Linked DNA regions of Mus musculus: region 2 is linked to region 1. A link is a contact called in public HiChIP or PLAC-seq data. All regions are on one chromosome and are shown on one strand. The core of a region is the stretch at or near the end of the contact, and the rest is flanking DNA. Distances in the headings are between cores, read along the strand shown. Region 1 has its middle 160 kb from the start of Rgs1. Region 2 overlaps Brinp3 (bone morphogenetic protein/retinoic acid inducible neural specific 3).

The links. HiChIP or PLAC-seq counts read pairs in DNA pulled down with a chosen protein or histone mark.
Region 2: a contact with region 1 is called in a RAD21 HiChIP or PLAC-seq map of pro-B cells, with 11 times the contacts expected there. The contact joins two enhancer-like sites. A contact is called at or near these places in 1 of 39 promoter capture datasets (cranial neural crest) and 1 of 15 datasets of contacts at CTCF or cohesin (pro-B cells).

The regions. Positions count from the first base shown.
Region 1 is chr1:144,405,356-144,408,366 of GRCm38.p6, forward strand. No RefSeq gene overlaps it. Among named protein-coding and RNA genes, the nearest start is that of Rgs1, 160 kb to the left of the region's middle. Within about 2 kb of position 1,481, at least 9 of the 459 cell types and tissues checked have an H3K27ac peak or open chromatin away from gene starts, as enhancers often do. A contact at or near this core is called in pro-B cells, where this site is marked.
Region 2 is chr1:146,806,528-146,809,571 of GRCm38.p6, forward strand. The region is part of intron 6 of Brinp3 (bone morphogenetic protein/retinoic acid inducible neural specific 3); the gene reads left to right. Among named protein-coding and RNA genes, the nearest start is that of Brinp3, 310 kb to the left of the region's middle. Within about 2 kb of position 1,439, at least 8 of the 459 cell types and tissues checked have an H3K27ac peak or open chromatin away from gene starts, as enhancers often do. A contact at or near this core is called in pro-B cells, where this site is marked.

The DNA.
Region 1 (3,011 bases), core at 231-2,730:
AATGACACATCAGAAAACCACCTATTTAGGCATCAAATCTAGATAAAATCGAGCTTTGATGTGGTGTGTGCATACTGAAAGGACACACACTCACGGTCTTGCCAGGGGTTGGATAACAGTTCTCACTTACTTTGCTGTATTTACTTTCTGATGAATGTTTGCCATTTGCCTTTTGCTTAATGGACCCCTGTCATCCTTCTCCTTTTCTTTCCTTCTCTTAGTCTTTACTTCTCTTCTCCTGGGATTTCTGAGCAGTTCTGAGGAAGAGCTAGGAGAGGTGGTGATCAGAGGACAACGAATGGAGCAAAGCTTTCTACAGATGTCTTCTCAGACTCTTAGGTATTCTAGAAAAGCAGGAAGGTACGCTGTGGGCTCTGTGATAGCCAACATGTCAGAGGTTTCTGTCTTGGAATGGTGCAGAGGGTTGAATAGAGTCAAACCTATTTGAGATTCTTCTTTTTCTTTTATCTTTTCTACCCCCAAGTAGGCCAGGGTCAGGAGATGCACAGCTGCCTTCTAGTCTGTGCTGCCCCTTCCTAGGAAAGATAGCTTTTATCTGCACTTCTTCTTTCAGTGACTCCACTGTTCTGGCTGTTTGTTGCAACACAAAAGCATCAGAAAGCTCTTACTGTCATCCCAGCCTTGCTGTGATAAGCACCCTCTTCTGTTCTTTATGCAGTGGCATAGTTTGAGTAAGCTCTGCTCTGCACATAGTGCCTGGAGTCTCCTGACATCTCAGCCAGGTATGTGTGTGTGTGTGCCTGTTTGTGTGTGAATGTGTGTTTGTGTGTTTAAGAGAAAGAGAAATCGACAGAGACTGACAGACAGACAGACAGACAGACACAGAGAGAGAGAGAGAGAGAGAGAGAGAGAGAGAGAGAGAGAGAGAGAGAATGTGTGTGTTTGCTGTGTATATGAAGAAAGGAGCAGATTCTTTAGCTCATCTTTCTTTCCAGGAATTCTCAGAAAGGTTACAAAATGTAGCCACAATAGACAGAGGGGGAGGGAAAGAGGGAGGGAGGGAGGGAGGGAGGGAGGGAGGGAGGGAGGGAGGGAGAGTTGGAGGGGAGGGAGGGGCGAGAGAGAGAGAGAGAGAGAGAGAGAGAGAGAGAGAGAGAGAGAGAGAGAGAGAGAGTAAAGCAGTTGTCAGCAGAAAAGTATAGTTTAAGGGGGATAGCACCAAAGATAGAAAGATAACCTGTTATGGAGATAAAACACAGACAGTTATAACACTGCAGACTTGATTCTTTGTCCAGGAGAAAATGGAAGGACCTGGGGTTTATGGTAAGATAACAGACAGCACATAATACTCGTAGGGAACACGCAATAGTTAGAAGCTGCGGGGGAACTGAAAGAATAAGACAGACAGCAAATATTTCATGCCATGTTTTAAAAAGGAGCTGGATCCTTGGAGGCTTAGGAGGTGGCTCACGTAACAGATGTAGTAAGCGAGTGTGGGCGGTAGGTGGCAGTGTCTGCACACATCCTCAATGCTGGCTGAGGCTGGGAGGATAACTAGCTTGCTCACTGAAGCAAATCTCAGTGGGAAGAGATGGTTCCCAGTTCTGAGTTAGTCATAGGAGCATTCGCAAGCTCCGAGTCTGGGCCTTTCTAGGTATATATTATGGTACACAGAAACTCGGGTAAAATCTGCAGGGAACATTTCTGATTTCATTAAATTTTCACAGTTGCATTTTTGCTTCTTCTTAATTAAGTAATGATAGAGTTGAAAATGCGATTAAGAGCCCGGCTGTGGCTGCTTCTTACTTCTATTGGAATTGCTTAATTTATCTCCAGGGAAAGTGGCTCTTTTGCTGGTACGAGTACCAGGAGAGCTCTAGTGACATGGTTGCTTGTAAGATGCAGGGCTATGGGGGTAGTTTCAATAGAATGAATGACAGAAAGACATGAAACGACTTGACAGTATAAAGCTACATAAACTGTGGAGTTTGGAGTTACTGTGAATTAACAAGATGACTGCATTTAAAAAAGAATCATGTACCTGGGAGAGTCCGAGCTTACAAAGGAATGAGAAGGCTTATGTATGCACGGAGACAAAGACAAATATTTCTATGTCAAAATGATAAGAAAATACCTGGAAATAATGACGGCCTCTATTGAGATAGCTATATGTTTGCTCTATTCGTTATCGCCAAGTTTCTACTGAAAGTCATGTTAAGCTCAAGCTGCTGGGTACAGGCCTGTAATCCTAGCTTGCTAATTCAGGAGCTAAGCAAGAGAATGTAAACTCCAAAGGCTGCTCAGTTGCCTGGGATATGCAGTGAATTCAAGATCATTCTGGGTAACTTAATGAGACCCTGTTGCAAAAGAAAAAAAATAAGTAAGAAAAGAGCTGGGAATTTAGCTCAGTGGTAGCACACTTGCTGAGCATGGATGAAGACCTGTTTTTTGATCTCCAACATTGTAAAACAAACTAAAATAACCCCTCAAATGTGTGTTATTTGCATGTTTGAAGGAATTTTAGAAAAATCGTGATAGGTGGTTAGAACTGGATGTGGCAGAAACTTTGAAAGGACATGGTTTAAATCTGATGAAGATTATTTTTGACATAAAGAAACCGCCATCCATGGCAGGTTCATCATGACCGTGCACCTTCTGTAACACTATACTGCCTTCCTGAGGCTATAGCTGCCATATTTGCGGTTCTCCATGTTGTCACCGCAGAAGAGTATCCCACATCTGCATTCCAGAGAGCAAGGGAGAGAAGGAAGAAATACACATGTCTTCTGCGCTACCAAGGGCTTCTAGACATTCTGCAGAAGACTCCATTTGCTCCAGACTTTACAGTTCAGTAAGCAGGGCCTAGACATAAGGGAGGTTTAAAAATAGATTCTTTGTACATTTGGAAGGTGAAAGAAATCCAGCTTGGGTGAGACATGGTTGGTCAAATGAAACTGGGGCCGGATGACCCAGGCATGAGAGAAGAACTATGAATACACTGAGTCTATCCTGAACCTTCAGCATGGCCCTGCAATAGATTCAGGAACTTA
Region 2 (3,044 bases), core at 189-2,688, 2.4 Mb after region 1:
CACTGATTACAAAGGGTATTTTCCAAATATTTTTCTGAAAAAAAACATAAAATCTTTTGTTTTTATTTAATATATTTGTCACTAGGCTGGACATCAATTTTGGCCAACTTGTTTGCATGCATCTTGTTGCTATGGCTTGATAATTTCCACAGAGGTATCAAAGAGTATAGCCTCCAGGTTGCCACAGTATTGGGTTGACAACATCATATTTTTTTTATTTCACATCCATAGCTGTGTATATGTTAGGACAATGTTCTGCTACTGTGTCCTATCACAAAACCTAGATTTTAATTATTTATTTATTTTATTGAGGAACCACAATGTTGTTATTTCATACAAAGTTACAACTCTATACTCTCACCAGCATGCACAAGGTTTCTCATGTTTCAATGTCCTTGTTAACAATTTGTGGCTTGTATCTACTAGACATTGCCTTTGATAAATGTACTGAAGTAAAGAAATATCTAATTTTGGTCACATTCTTTATTATACTAATAATATGTGTTGTGAATAATGAATGTTTCATATGTGATTAATCACTTGTGTGTTTTACTTCAGAGATATCTTTAAATCTATTACTTATTTTTAGGTTGGTTGTTTATTCATAAGTCATGATATTTTAACTTCTTTCTGTATGTTAAAAATAAATTTCTTACCAGAGAAAGATTCAGACTATATTTGAATATACTTGGCATTCTTTTTACTCTGTTAATTCTTTAATTTTCTTGGCTATGTAAAAGATTTTTGGCAATTTTATAAGGTGTCATTTATTTGATTTCAGTTTTATTTCTGGTGTTGGTAAACTTTTATAGGAAAAAAGGAAAAAAAAGCAAAAAAAAAAAAAAAAAAAAAAAAGAAGCTCTTGCTCTTTCCATTATCTTGCTGAGTTTTCTCTAAGCTTTCCTCCATCTGTTTCACATTTCAGGTTATACACTTAAGTCTTTAATCCATTTTGAGTAGATTTTATCTCTGGTCAAAAATAACGCTCTACTTTCATTCAACTAAGTGTGGAAAGCCAAATTTTCTAGCTACGTGTACTGTTCTTTTCCTTGTGTATATTCTTAGCACTTGAAAAAACACCAATATGGCCATAGGTGGACAGTTTCACTCTCAGGTCCCTGTGCTGTTTTGTTATTTTTTTGTGCCTGATTTTAAATAGTACCATGGGTTGAGTGTTACTTCTCTGTGGGATACTTTGAGATCGGGCAGTGTAAAGAACTATTCCTTCCGCTCATGACAGCATTACCTCTTCCTCGATTTAGACAGTGTGAGATGGAAAATGTCATGAAAAGACAGGAGCTAAGAAATTTAAAGAAAGGTAAGGGAAAGCAAGTAAAGTGGTAGGAAATCTACAAGTGACTATTTGCAAGACTCTTCTTAGTGCAGAGACCCAAGGGAATACATGCCTGTGGTCTGAGGGGTGGAGCCAGATGCTGGAGAGGGGTATGTACTTTATTGCATGCTGTGGCTTCGTTGCAAGCTGCTTTTCTGTGAACTCTAATGTTCAGTTGAGGAAGTGCGGGGCCTTACTGTCACATGTTCAGTGACATAGGTTTCTGAGAACGATGGCTTCCAATACAAATTCAGATTCCCCATCTAATGTGACTTTCACTTCAAAGCCTCAATACAAAGTTTAACAGATAGAATTTTCAGATTTAATCAGGTGATAGTGCCAAATAATTTTCTAAGAAACAACTTCAAAATAATCTACCAACAGTATATAAAAATACTCAATATAGTCATATGTTGTTTTATTATGAAATAAGTAGACTACTTATAATAATAAAAAAAATCCCAAGTTCCTGGCAAAATTTAACTACTGTGAAGAATGGCCTGTAGGAACATGACACAGTATAATATATTTTTCAGAACACAAATATAGGATGCATTCAACAACTGGAGGAATAAGTAAAATCACCTGTGATCATAAAAATTAAAAATAGGACATATTTCCTAATAAAGGAATGATGTAAAATATTTGAATACTTGATGGAAAAGCTAACTTATATACAGGAGTTTGGTATGTATTTGTCACTGTAAGCACTCAGTCTGTTCTGTTAGAAATTTTACCACCTTGTCTTTCTTCTCTAGTAGATATTTGTTTTGATACAAACAAATACCCATGAGAAAGGTGGAAAACTGCTAAAGCTACAGCACAAAGCGTCTCTAGTTTTCATTTCTGTTTTTGCTAATTGTGTGTAAGGACTTGAATGTGGATGCTATGAAAACTTTCTCACCTAACTATGGATTTGTCTACATTAGGTTTTATTCAGTTATTTTCTCTGAGGTTTTACTGTTTGAAGGATGTTCTTAAATTTATTCAAAAGGATCTTCATTTGAACCAACAGTAGCAATAATATTAACAATTAGTAATTAATAATAATGCTTAATAAAAATATAATAATAGAATCAGTCAACTTACAAGAATGAAGAGAAGCAAGAATCTTTTCTAATAACTAAATTAACTAATTAATTCCCCCTTTAATTAGTCATAGGATATTTTCTCATACAATGTAATAGGAGTAGAGATCCCCTGCTCTCCTTCTTTTCCTCCCATTTCCTTCTCTTTCACCTCAGTTCATCTCCTTTCCCATTTGGATGCTTCCAAGAAACAGCTTATGCTTAGGGAGTTGAGAAGGGGGGGGGGGGGGTGTGGGAGTGGGAATACAATTAACTCAAATTCAAATAGATGGCTTGTTACTAGCTGACAGCCTATGTTGTGTTTAAGATAGCTTCCTAGATAGCTCTCTGTAGATAGAAATTAGCTCTGTAGTCTGCTATAGACAGCTCATTCTGGTTGAGACAGCTCTCTTGGTAGAAAATATATCAGCAAGATCTCTGGATAGCTCATAGATTTTCTTACAAAAGTCAGAAAAGCTGCTTTAAAAATTTGGAGATTTTTCAAAGTCACAAATTCTAATAGAAAAATTTTAAGGTAATTTTTGAGATTTCCAGTCAAATTCAGAAAGCCAGAAAATATTCTAGAAGAGCTGTGTTCATTTTTCAAACAGCCTTCTCTAGTTAGCTGCTACAAAATATTTAAA